2 separate regions of the Mus musculus genome follow, and region 2 is linked to region 1. The links are chromatin contacts, called in public HiChIP or PLAC-seq maps. All regions are on one chromosome and are shown on one strand. The core of a region is the stretch at or near the end of the contact, and the rest is flanking DNA. Distances in the headings are between cores, read along the strand shown.

Region 1 (7,383 bases), core at 125-2,624:
TGTATATGTCTATATGTTTATAGGTATGTTTATATACTTATATGTATGTCTGTATGTATATCTGTGTGTATATGTGTGTGTTAGTGGGTGTGTCTCTGTGGGTGTGTGTATATATATATATATATATATATATATATATATATATATATATATATGTATGTGTGTGTGTGTATGAGTTTGTGTGCTCATTTCACCCTGTAAAGTCATGCATATCTGAATTAAATGAAAAGTATTTATATTTACGTTCCTTTGCAACATTTTTGTGAGCTTACTCTTTTTTTTTTTTTTTTTCCCTTTTGGTTTTTCCAGACAAGGTTTCTCTGTGTAGCCCTGGCTGTCCTGGAACTCACTCTGTAGACCAGATTGGCCTTGAACTCAGAAATCCGCCTGCCTCTCCCTCCCAAGTGCTGGAATTAAAGGCATGTGCCACCACTGCCTGGCTGTGAGCTTACTCTTAATAATAATTCCAAGGACACTGTATCAGCCAACCACAAAGAACCAAGAAAGTGTTATCTAAACTATTTACTTCCAAACTTTATATATTTGAAATATTTTACTTTTTCTGTAATTATTAGCCTCATTTTATCTAGATGGCTGTGAAGTAAATGGACAACATTTTGATCATTGTTGCAGGTAAACAGTGTTTTCATTTAAAGGACTGAGTAACTGGGACCTGGAGCCTTCTAGCCTGATTTACATCTGGCCTTCTAAGGGTCAGCTTCTGGAATCTCAGATGGGAGGAAGAGAGAGGCCTGCTGAATAAGCTGACCCTTTTAATGAAGGTTGTCATTTTTGAAAAACTAAAATTCTATATGCACGGACACGCACATATGGACATAATTATCTATGGTGTTTCTAAGCAAAAGATGAAGACAGCTTATTTTCTGAATCTTTATAGTGGGATTCTTTCAAGGCATTTTTTTTTTAAATAGTTGAAATGAGTTATATCGTAGAAACTGGACGGCTGGAAAATTGCACAGTCTGTGGGTAAAGTTACACATTCCATGCTAGTTCAAAGAGACAGCAGTATTTTGAAAACATCAATGGAGCTCAAAGTCTGCATTCCTTTTGAGGGGCCAGCACCTGTGGGAGGAAGGCAGGCTGTTCCCATTTGACCTTCAGCTGGGTAGCAGGGAGAGGTACTTCAGAGGTTGTAATGGTTCTATGTGCCAGTGTCTCCTGAATGCACCTGCCCTGCCCCTGTGGTCAGAGGGGGAAAACAAGGCGACAGGCAGAAATAGTCGAGGCATTCTTCCCACCCCCTTTGCTGCTGAGAGCTTGCATTGCAGACTGCGGAATCCCAAGGTGATAGATGGTGGGTGGAGGAGATGTGAAAGTAACCACACAGCCCGCTGAGCAATCACACTGCCATTTCCCAGGTCCTGGGAAAGCCCAGGCAGAGATATTAGCACACTTAGCCCGAGTCCTCTGTGAGTAGTCTTCAAGAATAAAGACTTCATTGATGTTACAGATGGGTTCTCATCATGCATGAATAATTCCTGAGCGTGGAATTAGCTGCCTGGAGTGGTAATTCCCCTCCTTTAGACCACTCCTATTACTCCAGCAGTTGCTTGTAGTTCCTGAAGAACTAAATATGCAATTCAGTGGCTCTGCATGGAATATTCCTTCTGAATAAGGTGTGAGTTAGCTCACAAAGTTGTCTGTGATTCATTGATTGTGCATTCTTTTGTTCCACAATCACTTCCGGGTTGTCTGTGATAAGGCAGGACATGAGGTCAAGGTTGGAAATGAGTCGCTGGTCCTCATACATGCTCAAACGTACATTCATAGACTCATACACAGACACACAAACACTGGATGTGATGTTGAGGCTGGAAATGCATTTTTGACCCTCCCCATGGACCTAGTGGCTTATAGTCATGGTGCCTTATAATCCCCCATACCCTAGTTTTGTGACAGCTGACAGGTTTTTTTGTTTTGTGTTTTCCCTTTGGTGGTAAAATGGTTCTGGGTATTTATTTATCTATATCTATCTATTTGGTTTTGCCAGACAGGGTTTCTCTTTGTAGCACTGGCTGTCTTGGAACTTCCTCTTTAGACCAGGGGGTCTCAGGCTAAGAGATCTGCCTGCCTCTGCTTCCTGAGTGCCAAGTGGTTTTACTTATTTATTCTTAACATTTATTTTTATAATGTGTGTGTGAGAGAAGAGGGAGGGAGAGAGAGAGAGGGAGATGGATGTGCAGATACCAGTGGAAACCAGAAGAGGGTGTTGGAGCTTCTGGCACTTGCCTGTTTGTATCCTTTATAGGTGCTGGGAACTGAACTGAGGTTCTCTGTGAGACCAGCAAATGCTCTCGTTCTTCTCTCCAGCTCTGGTTAAATATTTCTATTTCTGTGACCCAAGTTTGTGCTCCTGTGAGTTCTGGAGTATGGCTGGAGCAGTCAAAGAGCTTAGCTGTTTATGGGAAAGTTAGAATCAGTGCTTTGATTCCCCGTGGGGCTGCTTTTCCTCAGTTTCTACCACTGTGTATCTTCACCCTCTTCCTGCCTCTCATAAGCATGCAGTTTCCTGAGACTTGGGAAAGCATGGATTTCCACAGATGTTGGAAAATCTTCAAACTGTGCCGAGCTATGGTCTTCAACACAGAGGAGCATTGTTCTCCGTGCTCCTTTGCTAACCCCAGCCCTGAGGCAGCTATGGTGATTTTCCCTTGGCTTTCTGAACTTCAGAACTGTGGTTCAGATCTGTATGACTTAAGATGAGTCCTCCACATTCAGTTTTCCTGGTAATGCCAATGGACTCAGCCACTGTGTCTGGTGTCTGTTTTTGTAAACAAGCATCCCATTAGAACATGGACAGGTTTCTCTATGTCTTTAGCTATCTATGGGCTGTAGGATGCAGCTAACTCATCAGGGCACAGTCTGGCTCACAGAGTCCCAAATACTTGCTACCTAGTTCACCTTCATAGAAACATATAAACGTAATAGCCTCTCTCTCTCTCTCTCTCTCTCTCTCTCTCTCTCTGTCTCTTCTTTCTTTCTCTCTTCACAGAAACATAAACTTAAAAATCTTCCACTCTCTCTTTGTGTGTGTGTGTCTCTGGATGTATACTTTGAATTTTTAAAAGATATATATATATATATATATATATATATATATGAATACACTATAGCTATCTTCATACACACCAGAAAAGGGCATCAAATCCCAGTACAGATGGTTGTGAGCCACCATGAGGTTGCTGAGAATTGAACTCACAACCTCTGGAAGAACAGTGAGTGCACTTAACCAATGAGCCATCTTTCCAGCCATCATCATCATCATCTTCTTCTTCTTCTTCTTCTTCTTCTTCTTCTTCTTCTTCTTCTTCTTCTTCTTCTCCTCCTCCTCCTCCTCCTCCTCCTCCTCCTCCTCCTCCTCTTCCTCCTCCTTCTTTTTTTTTCAAAGACAGGGTTTCACTGTAAAACCCAGGCTAGCCATGAACTCATGAAGTCCTCCTGCCTCATTCTACCAGTAATGGAATTACAGCAGTGTGCCCTACTCTAGATTTTAAGATATGTTATAATATAATGCATGAACTTTCTTTTAGAAACTAATAGTTTAGCCCCTTGCCCCTTAGTGTTAGTCTATGGTGTGTGTCTTTGTGTGTGTGTATATATCAAAGGTTGATAGTGAATGTCTTCTTCAATTGCTTCGTATCTTACATTTTGAGATAGAGTCTCGCATAGGACCTGGAACTCAATGATTCCCCTAGGCTGGCTGGCCAGCAGGTTCCATGGAGTCTCTGGTCCCTACTTCTGCAGTCCTGCGATTAGAATACCCATAGTGCCTGGCTTTTCTTCCCACTGTGGTTGCTGGAGCTCAAACTCAGCTTCTCGTTCTTATATAGCAATGCACTTGACCAGCTGAGCTCTCTCTCCTGCCTCTTGTCTGAGGAAGGGGAATTGTCAGTGTACAATGTTCCTGATACCTGCCCTGTACAGAACAGGGTGTGGCAGTCTGACTCCCAGCCCTTTGCTGGAGTTCATGTCTGCTGGGTGGGTGCACAGTCGAGCACCCCACATTGCTAATGAGGCATTGTTTTGTCTTACTGGGTGCCTGGTCCTATGGAACATGAGCTCTGGTCAGGGTGAAGTTGAAGGTTCCATCTGTGGAACACGAGCCCAACGAGGCATCTGTCCAGTGGCTCTTTGATTTAGGACTTGCCTCCAGAAATGTAAGAAACCAATTTCATTGTTTGCAAAGTACCCAATCTAGGGAATCTAAGGGCTTTTTGTTTTTGTTTTTGTTTTTGTTTTTTTTAGCAGTAACAGACTCTACACTAGTGGTGTGTTTTTCCCTAGGTGGGGTGTTTGAAGCCTCTGAAGATGGTCTGTGGGTTATAGTCCAGCAAATGGTGACTGGTGGGTGGGCCCCAGCCAACACGGTCTGACCTCCCCCAGTCCAGGGTGCTCTCCTAAGCTCTGGATTGTTGGCCAGTGGAAACACCAGGCAGGTAGGCAGCTTCCCCTGAAGGTCAGGCCAGTGCAGGGTTTGTCCCTCCCAGAGCAGTTGTTCACCATCCCCCATCCCCCCTTCTCAGGCTTTCTTGTTTCCTGGCCCTGCCTTCCTTTCCTTGGTGGTGTCTACCCCTTCCTGTGGCACTTCATAGCACCCTTTCTTTCTTCCCAAGGGATTTTATAGTTATTAGAGATAAAGACAGGAAGTCTGTAATGAAGTACCAACTCTCATGTGTGCCAGATTCTCTCTCCGCCTCCCTCTCCCTCCACCTACACCCCCCCCCCCCGACACAGAGACAGACAGACAGACAGACAGACAGACAGACAGACATGCATTAAAGGGCAGCCTCAGAACTGTGCTGATGAGGGCTCTTTTCCCAGGCCGCCCACATCCTGCCCCACTGCAGTAGATAGACAAAGTGGGGCTCAGCACACTGTTCAGGGACACTGCTTTTGCTCAGGAATCCAGGACTCTGCCTGGCTGTATGGGAATGTTAGCTCACATCTGTTCATAAACAGCTCCAGGAGGCCTGGGTTAAATTACTACAGACCACTGCCAGCCCTTCCCCAGTAATCCTCTAAAGATGGCAGGTAAAGATAGACTGAGGAGGGGCAGGGCCTTGTCTAACAGCCCTGTATCAAATAGCCAGAGAGCTGGAGAGTCGGGTTGCTCCAGGAATACCCTAATCTTGATTGTATTGTTTTTCCTGTCCCAGAAGGGAGGGTTTACTCTGGGAGGTGGGAGGAGTGTCAGGGCTGGGGTTGCTGGCACCCTGTAAGGAAAACCCACAGACAGCTTGTTCCATTTGGAAGTCTCAGCAGAAATGGCCAGTGGACAGGCATGTCCCTGTTCCTAATCCTTGCAACTGTGGGACACACACAGGCTGGCAAGTGTCCTGGAGCTGCAGGGGAGGGACTGCTGACAATAGGGAGGGAAACCGACTTTGGGCTTTGTGGTGTTCTGGAATCATTATCCGAGTGCACACAGGGCAGGTGACCACACGTGGGACAGGGGTGCGTGTGATCCCTCTCCTGTTGTGTTGGCAGCACTCAGAAATGTCCACAACAGCTCAGGGATTTATACTTCCTGTCCGGCCTCTCAGGGCTTCTGTGGATATACTTAGCAATTACAATCCTGGTTTGGGAATTTCCCTGGGATGGGCCAGGACTTGTTTCCAAAATAACACCTTTCAAAGCAGCCAGAGCCTTTAAAAAATTAGATAATTGTGTGATATTTATAAAACGAATTACATTGTGTTAACAATGTCTGTGCAGATGGTTCCGAGGCTGTGGTAAATAACACCTTATGATTCATTAAGGGCAGCCAGAGAAAGGGCTTTCTAACTGAGTTATTACTGCACAGTTGAGTCTTTATCCCCCCCCTCCCCCCCCCAAAAAAAAAGGTAGTCAACTCTCAAAGTAGAGAAGTACATTTGTGAGGCAGAATGATTAGCCATGGTGTGCAGGGGGCGGGGGTGGAGTGGGGAGCACGGTCGGATTGTCCAGATCCATTCACTCATACACAAGTGTTGTAAACCTGCTTAGCACCGCGTACCAAGAGTTAGAAAGATGCTTGTTGTGTCCCTCCTGCTGGTGAGGGAGGCAGATGTATAAACAGATAATTGTCTTCGAGTGAGTTAAGTGCTAACAGACGTGGGGAAGAAATGTCCTAATGGTATGAGGGCTATCAGTTTACATTGGAGTTGGGGAGGGGGAAACAGTAGCTCCTCAGAGGATGCCACATTTGAGAAATATGCGAGGAGGGAGAATTCTGTAAACAGAGAAATGGGCTTCCTTAGGATTCTCTTATTAACTTTGTAGTACCCCAGGACCTTTGCACATGTTCAAGTTGTCAAATCTATGGTGTGTGTGTGCACTTGCGTGCACCACAGTGGGTACGGAAGCCAGAAGATAACCTCTGGTGTTGGTTTTCATCTTCCACCCTGTTTGAGGCAGGATCTGTTCTGGTTTCCTGCAGCTGCATAGACCACACTAGCTGGCCCACCCACTTCCAGGATTCTCCCAACTCTGTCTGCCAGGAGCTCTGGGATTATAAGCCCACACGACCATGGCCCACTTTCTTCTGGTTCTGGGAGTGGGAAGTCAGGCTCTCAGCCTTGTGTGTGAGCGGGTCCTCACTGAGCCACTTCCATCTTGTTCCTACTGGCTTCAGTTGTCCTGTCCTGTCCTGTCATCCGACTGGCTTACCTTTGCTGCTCCTAATCCACCTGCTTGGAAAACTTTTTTTTTTTTTTTTAAACCTGGTTCGACCTGACAGAAACCAGATGCTGTGTTGCTTCTTCCTCAGGAGAGCCTGTCTTCTCAGGCTCAAGATCAAGTCCCCTGCCTCACTCACCAGGTGCTTCTCCTTCCTGCCATTAGCAGCGATACATTTTCCCTATTTGCATGCTTATTTGCATAATGTGCTTTTTCAACAGACAGAGCCCGCCTCTCTTTGTTCAACCTTTTTTTTTTCCCCTTCCAGATAAACATTTGTTAAATGCATTGGATGAAGGGCATTGCAGTTGTGTAAACAGCAGCAGTCAGAGAATGCCTAGTGGCTGGGTTTTGTGGTTTGAATCTCAAGTATTCCCACCATGTTTGTGCCTTAGATGCCTGTTGGATCCAACAGCATTGGATCAGCTAATGGCATTGATATTTGAGACTGAGGGACTCTTAGGCTGTAGGGCCTATTTGGCATAAGTAATTCACTTGGGATGAACCTTTGAAGGCTGCATCTGCCTCTGGTTCTGTTCCTCCTTTTGGTCTTATGTGATGAGAACAGCCACTGCAACCCCTCTGCACGCACTGTCCCAGGTTGGGCTGTGTGCCATGCCTTTTCTCCATGATGTACCTGCACTGTGAAACCGTGAGCCCCAAAGAAGTTTTTCCTCTCCTCGGTTGCTCTGTCCCAGCACTGTA
Region 2 (7,336 bases), core at 4,413-6,912, 220 kb before region 1:
GCCAACGTTTGGAGGAAATCGAGTGTGCAGTAATTGCTTCCAACACAGAAATCTCCCCGTGGGGACTGGGATTCTTCTGTGTTCTATGGGATGGTGGCTACTGAATACTAAGAATCGTAAGCCTGAGAACACTTGAAAAGGCTGGCCTGAAACTCCTCATTTGTTACTATAGACCTGACTGCAAACTTGTTAGGGTCTGTTGTTAATTACACGATTTGACATTTCTAGGACTAACCATGGAAGGGGTACTTGCCGGTGAATCACTGCCTGCCTGTGCTGAACTGGCAGCTTCTGTTTATGGTGCTGAAGATGGAGTGAACAGGGCAGTCGCTGTGTTCAGCACTGGTCTTTTTTCGCTACTGTCAACTTGCTGACGCAGCATCTGGATAATACCAGTGGACCCCTGCGCCCCTTCCAAGTGCTTTAAACTTAGACAAATTTATGTTTTACCAAAAGGTTAATTCTGACAAATTATTGGGAATTATTTCTGTTGGATCTGCCGCAGTGAATTCATTCTTTATGATGCATAGGTTGGCGTGTATGTTAGAAGCACGTACTGCATTTTCTGTACCAGGAGGCCCAGGAAGTCATAGTGCGGCAAGACTGTGGCCCTGCTATGGGACTAGATGCCACTACTGAAGATGAGCTGAGGACTTAATGTTCCTATTGAATGACTTGATATTCTAGCATGCCCACCCCCATGTTTATGGCACCTACCCACCCCCTCTGATTCATTCTCTCTCTCTCTCTCTCTCTCTCTCTCTCTCTCTCTCTCTCTCTCTCTCTCTGCTGGAAGGCAATTCTCTATCTTCTGAAAAGAGGGTGTTCTTTCTATACTTGACACACATAATTGTTCTAGCAAAACCAGAACTTTTCTTTGATTGCTGGCTTCTGGTGGATGGCACAAAGGTAGACCTCGAAAATGGGTGGGCAGACTCCCCCTTCCCCAAATCCCAAACCAACAACATCAAACAAAACCAGAAGTAATAAAGCATTGAGCGCGTGGGGAGACACATTACTACATGAAACAGGTAGCTCAAGTCTGGAATTTCAAAGGAAACCTGCTTATTTATTATAGGGTGCTGTGGACAAGCCATGCCTCTGGTGACCAAGCAAGCTGTCCACCACTGAGCTAAAACCCCACCCCTAATGTGCAGTTAGGGTTTAGAGTATGACGTGCTCTGCCTCCAGTACTGGGGCTTGAACCTGGGACTTTGTACATGGTAGGGAAGCACTCTAGAACTGAGCTATATCCAGTCCCAGAAAACTTAAGTCTGGTAGATTCAGGGGGCCTTTGGGGAGCTAATGGTCTGAGAGCATGTGCAGAGGTATCGGGACACTTTCTACAACGAACATAGCAGAGAGCCACAGACCAGATGGCTCTAACAACAGAAGTCTTTCCCGTACTTCTGGTGGCTGCAAGTCCAAGATTTCCTCCAGTGTGTGAGAGTGAAGGCTCTCTTCTGGGTCTCCTTGTGTAGCACATGGCTGGCCTCTGCCTCCCTATTCCTTTCTTTTATAGGAAATGATATCCAAATTCTATTTTCTCACAAATTTGCTATTTTGGATTATGGTTCACTCTTATGATCCCATTTTAGCTTAATTACCCCCTCAACAAGTTTCCTAATTGAATCACAGTCTAAGGTACTGAAAGCTAAACTTGAGCATATGAATTCCTCATTTTTATTTTTTGTAGTGTTGGGATTGAACCTGGGACCTCTTGCATGCTAAGTACTCTATTACTGAGCCCCGTTCTTTTTCTGGCGCCGGGATTTGATGGGACATAGATCAGGTAGTACCATTGTTCAATACTAACTCAATCTCTTTCCTCTTTTCTCTTTTCTTCTAGCTGTCCTTTTAAAAGCATCCAGTAAAGCAAAAGTTCTAAGGGTCTTGTATTTTAACTGATTGACTAACTCACTAACTTGTGTTTGGGGTGTGTGTGTGTGAGTGTGTGTGTGTGTGTGTGTGTGTGTGTGTGTGTGTGTGTGTGAGAGAGAGAGAGAGAGAGAGAGAGCACACGCACATGTGCATGCATGTTCGAGCCAATATGTGTGGATGCAGATATGGGCACATGTGCGCCAGAGTGCATGTGAAGCAATCAGTGGACAACCTTGCATGTTGATCCTTGCCTGGATTCAGACAGTGTCTCGCCACTGTGTCTGCCCAGCTAGCTGGTCCCTGAACTTCCTGTTTTCTTGTGTGACTGCAGGGATTGCAGATACACATGCTACTATGTCAGACCTTAATGTGGGTGCTGGATTGGAACTTATATTGTCAGGGTTGGTTGGTGAGTGTTTTGCTTGTCGAGCTATCGCTCTTAGCCCTTTTACTGTGTCAACATACCTGCCGAGATCGCAATTTAAACAAGAAAAGGAAGATAAGAGAGTATCATCTCTTGAATATATTTTTATAACCTCTTTACTAGGTATAAAATACATAAAGGGGAGTACACAGTTGTAAATTCATCTTCAGTGACTTATCACAAAATGAACTCTTAAGATGGAGAGCGTGGATTCCCACTTTGTGCCCACTGAATTATAATCCCTTCATTGGGCAGATGCTGCAGGGAGTTTCATGCTATTTAGTTACATCCATGGAAAGGCCCACTGTCCTCCATTGTGTTGGGACCATACTCAGCATTCTGTTTGTGAGGCTCAGATTTGTGGCAGTAGCACCTCTTTGCTGTGTGACACTCGCTTTCTTGAACATGACACACTGCCTTCTTCTATTCTTGGAGGGCATTTGGATTGTCTCTAGCTGTTGTTAGGAATACTATTGCTGGGAACATTCTTCTTTTGAATTTAAATAATATTTATTTGGCAAAGATTGTGTACTTTCAGGGCACGTGGTGTGATGATTTGATGCACTCTCCAACATCGTTGTGGAATGTCTCTTACTGAACATATGTGTGCGTTCCTATTATGAGATGGAGTTGCTGGGACAGAGAGCATATATTAAACTTTAGTAGATGCTGCCAAATAGTTTTCCAAAAGTGCCTGTACCAATTTACACTTCCCCCAGTCTCTGTGGCAGTTCCATGTGTTACCACAGCTTTGCTCATACTTGATAGCGTTAATTTTTACGTTTTAGTCACTCTCTTGGATAAGTAGTGGAATCTCATTGTGTTTTCACGTAGACAGATGAATTTGAGTATCTATGCTTGGTTGCTTGTTTTACTGAGACAGGTTTCCTTCCACTCTACCTAAGACTGGCTTTAAACTTTAAGCCATCTTCCTGTCAATACTCCCCAGGTGCTTATGTGATGAGATTACAGGTGTGTGTGACCCTGTCTGGCACGTTTGCTTTAAAGTAACATCATAGATGACTGTTTAAGACAGTAACGTGCCTGTGAAGGTTTTCCTCATGTCACTGAGAAGTGTCCAAGGCTGAGCCATTCATCTGTGGTCAAACATCTGTTTTCGACATGGCTTACATAATGTTAAAGGCTTTTCAACCCCACACACCACACGTTCATTTATTCCTTGATCATTGAGTTGCTAGTTTTTGCTAGAGACTGAGATTAAAAAGTAGGGATACGAGTATGAATAAAACATATCCATTCTTGGGTCCCGTCTGGCTGTGCTGTTTCTAGATGTTGTGGAACTCTTTGGAGGTGGTATCTGGATGGAGGAAGTGGATTGTAACCCAGCCTTGCTTCCTACTAGGGCTTCCTGTTTCCTGATCTACAGATGTGTGAGCAAGTTGCTGGTGGCCATGGAGCCACCTGTTGCTCTACCCTCCGCCTTCCTGAAATGATAAATTGTGTTCCCTTAAACCCTGAACCAGGATGAATTCTTTTTCCTTTAAACTGCTGTTTGTGTGCAGGTGTACATCCATGTATGTGATGCATGTGGAGATGAGGGATCTATTCTTCTCTACCTTATGTATGGAGGCAGTGTCTCACACTGGAACCCGTAGCTCATTATTGGCTAGCAGAGCTAGCTAGCTTACTCTGGGGATCCCATTTCCCCCTCCTCTCACCAGCTGCTTGTGTTGCCTCTTGTCAGGTAATTGGTCACAGCACCAGGAAAATAACCAACGCATAACTTAAGTGCCCTAGAAAAACAGATTGGAGAACTGTTTTACTCAATTTATTCCTGGTTTTGTAGTTACATTTATGCAAGACGAATACTCAGGTTGATGGATTGACCGGTTCTACACAATAGCTTATGCTGCTGCTTCAGGTGATGGATGGAGACTCAGCAGTTGTATTTATTCTGAATCTCTCAATGAACCAGTGTGTGGTAAATGGTCTCTGTAGCCTCATGAAAGCACTGACCAGAGATACCGAACCCCATGAATTCTCAGGGCCCTTGAGTGAAATGGTATAATGTTTGCACAGACCCTAGACCAGTGGTTCTTAACATTTCTTTTCTTTTTCTAAAGACTTATTTATTTTATGTATGTGAGTACCCTTTTACTCTCTTCAGAGACACTAGAAGAGGGAGTTGGATCCTGTTATATATAGATGGTTGTGAGCCATCATGTGGTTGCTGGGAATTGAACTCAGGACCTCTGGAAGAGCAGCAGTCAGTGCTCTTAACTGTTGAGCCATCCCTCCAGCCCCTGGTTCTTAACTTTTCTAATGCTGTGACCCTTTAATACAGTTCCTCATGTTGTGGTAACCATGAAATTAATTTGTTTCTCTCTCATAACTGTAATTCTGCTACTCTTATGAATCATAATGTAAGTAGCTGTGGTGTAGGATATCTTATATGTGGTCTCCAAAGGGGTCACAACCCACAGGTTAAGAATCTCTGCCCCAGAAAATTATCTCCTATGCTTTCAATCATTTCTCTATAACTTACCATGTACAACACAGTATAAAACTATTAGCTAAGCAATAGCATCACTGTAGCATTTAGAGATGGATGGTAAGAAAAGAGTCAGTACACGTTTCATAGCCCCATGTTTTTCTGAACTATTTTTAACTCCCGGTTGGTTGGATCCAAGACCAAGAACCTGAGGTAACTGTGAATCTGTCGTTGCCTTCCCTTTGTCTCAGTTCCTTAATTGTGAGTATAAATTCATGGTCTGAGGCTTGTCAGTGGTAGCTTCATCAAGCATTGAGGCACATAACTCTATCATTTAAGCTATAGTCAGTTCAAGGTTATCCTGGTCTACATAGTCAGTTTCAGGACAGCCAGGGCTATGTGGGGAAACCCTATCTCAAAAAAAAAAAAAAAAAAAAAAAGCAAAAAGCAAACCAGCCAAACCAACCCCTCTGCAAAACAAAAACAAAGAAATAAAAACATTAAACAAACAAACAAACTTGTCTTGAGTTGAAATGACTGTCTTCTTTTCCAGTCCCTGAGCTGCGCATAAGCTAAATAGGTATTCTATCATGGGGATTAGCCCCCCCCCAGCTCTCTTTTTATATTTTTTATTATGGATGAAGTATTCATTTGCTCAGGCTGGTCTCTGTAGCTCATGTATATTTGGCATCTTTTTACCTCAGCCTCTATAGTAGCTGAAATGACAGGCTGCATCACCTGGTCTGGCTGAAGTGATTGTCTTTAAAAAGTGCTGTTTCCTTTGCTCTGTGGTGGGGCCCAGCTTCGTCAAAAAAAGACCTTCTTCCACTGCTTCTCACCAAGCAGAGCATTGTGCTGTATCTAACTCAGATGTGCCTGCCAGCACAGGCTCAGGGTCACTCTTTGCCTTCCCTGGAGGACAGGCCTGTAAACAGTCTTGGCACTATCTGTTTGCGTTCCCACCTGCTAGATTAGATTATCATTAGTTCAAAATCCCCAGTATCTAGCATGTTGCTGGACACGTCTACCGTCTACCGTTCTGGTCTGGTCGGTAAATACCCCTTGGGAGAAAGGGAGTAAACAAACAGCGTCAGCAACAAAATACAGAGGTACCCATTCACTCTTTGTTTCAGTGTGTAATTGCACACCAGGAAGCTGTGATGTGCCTGGCACGGAGCTCAGATCTGGGTCTGAGTCATTGTGCCCAAACAGACCTGGCGACTAACTGTTCCAGCAAGCTAGCAGTTTGTGAGTGAGGGGGTTAAGAACCCAGCTGCCTTTACAGCTGTGTATAGTTACAGACTGGGGTGAGTGCTCAGAAGCACGGGAGCATGAGACATGTAGGGGTGACCCCCGTTTGGGGGACTGAGAAAGCCTCCCAAAGAGAGCAGATTGTAAAATGGGGTTGGAAGGATCAATAGGAACTAAGGGGAATGTGAGAAAGATAGGATCTGAAAGTCCTCTGTGGTAGGAGAGAACAGGGTCTTCCTGACCCCTGAGATTTCCAGAATGGTTTATCTGGAAGACAGGCCACAGTCCTGTGATTCTTGCAGCTATTTTGGTTTTTCAAGTGCTATGACAGGACTCTGGGCCACGCTAAACATGCACTCAACCACAGAGCTGCTTCCGCATCCCAGAGTCCTGTCTTCCATGATTTCCAAGTCTTCAATGATGGCGTGCCTTGCCTTAGAAGCCACAGTTCATCTTCTAGAGGCTGCCTGGACAGCAAGAAGAACCTGAGGGTCAGGTTTACCCTCTGTAAGGAGCTCGACTATTAGGTTGGAAAACGCAAACAAAGTGAAACAAACCATACTTATCCTCGTTGCTCCGTGTAACTTGGTTGTTCGAACAACCCAAAAGTGCAGGAGAAACTTCTCTACAGAAGCTATTCCAGCAGGTGTGCGTTGGCATAGAGCCATAGAGCATTTTTGCAATCCTTAATGAACAGTGCAGTACTAGTAGAGTTATGCTTTCAAAAGGAGAGCTTACCATAAAAAGGTTCATGGCATTGCACTATACCAGAACTTGGTAAACAGAGCAAGCAAACGAACAGGCAAGCAAGCAAGCAAGCAAACGAACAGGCAAGCAAGCAAGCAAGCAAGCAAGCAAGCAAGCAAGCAAGCAAGCAAGCAAGCAAGCAAACGAACAGGCAAGCAAGCAAGCAAGCAAGCAAGCAAGCAAGCAAGCAAGCAAGCAAGCAAGCAAACGAACAGGCAAGCAAGCAAGCAAGCAAGCAAGCAAGCAAACGAACAGGCAAGCAAGCAAGCAAGCGAACAGGCAGGCAAGCAAGCAAGCAAGCGAACAGGCAGGCAAGCAAGCAAGCAAGCAAACCTGAACCATCTAAGCCTGAAAGCCTGGCAAGCATATTCAGGAGAGGTGACACAGAAAAAATGCTTTCCACATCACAGAGATGCTTCCAGAAAAATCCACACCCTGTAAAACTGAACACAAGCAAGTCAGACTGGTGCAGAAAAAAATATTTAAGGAGGGAAAGGAAGAGAGGAGAGCCTATATCAAGAATGTATGCCGTTTTTGAGTTCCAATTTGGGCACATTAAAAGCAAAAATTTATGATACAGT

The links. HiChIP or PLAC-seq counts read pairs in DNA pulled down with a chosen protein or histone mark.
Region 2: a contact with region 1 is called in a FOXA1 HiChIP or PLAC-seq map of pancreatic cancer cells. The contact joins two enhancer-like sites. A contact is called at or near these places in 2 of 484 Hi-C or Micro-C datasets (large pre-B cells and nephron progenitors) and 2 of 115 datasets of contacts at active chromatin or transcription factors (double positive thymocytes and pancreatic cancer cells).

What each region holds. Positions count from the first base shown.
Region 1 is chr13:28,627,657-28,635,039 of GRCm38.p6, reverse strand. The region is part of intron 5 of 2610307P16Rik (RIKEN cDNA 2610307P16 gene); the gene reads left to right. Among named protein-coding and RNA genes, the nearest start is that of Mir6368, 80 kb to the left of the region's middle. Within about 2 kb of position 1,374, at least 39 of the 459 cell types and tissues checked have an H3K27ac peak or open chromatin away from gene starts, as enhancers often do. A contact at or near this core is called in pancreatic cancer cells, where this site is marked.
Region 2 is chr13:28,853,002-28,860,337 of GRCm38.p6, reverse strand. All of the region lies in intron 2 of 2610307P16Rik (RIKEN cDNA 2610307P16 gene), which reads left to right. Among named protein-coding and RNA genes, the nearest start is that of 2610307P16Rik, 29 kb to the left of the region's middle. Within about 2 kb of position 5,662, at least 37 of the 459 cell types and tissues checked have an H3K27ac peak or open chromatin away from gene starts, as enhancers often do. A contact at or near this core is called in pancreatic cancer cells, where this site is marked.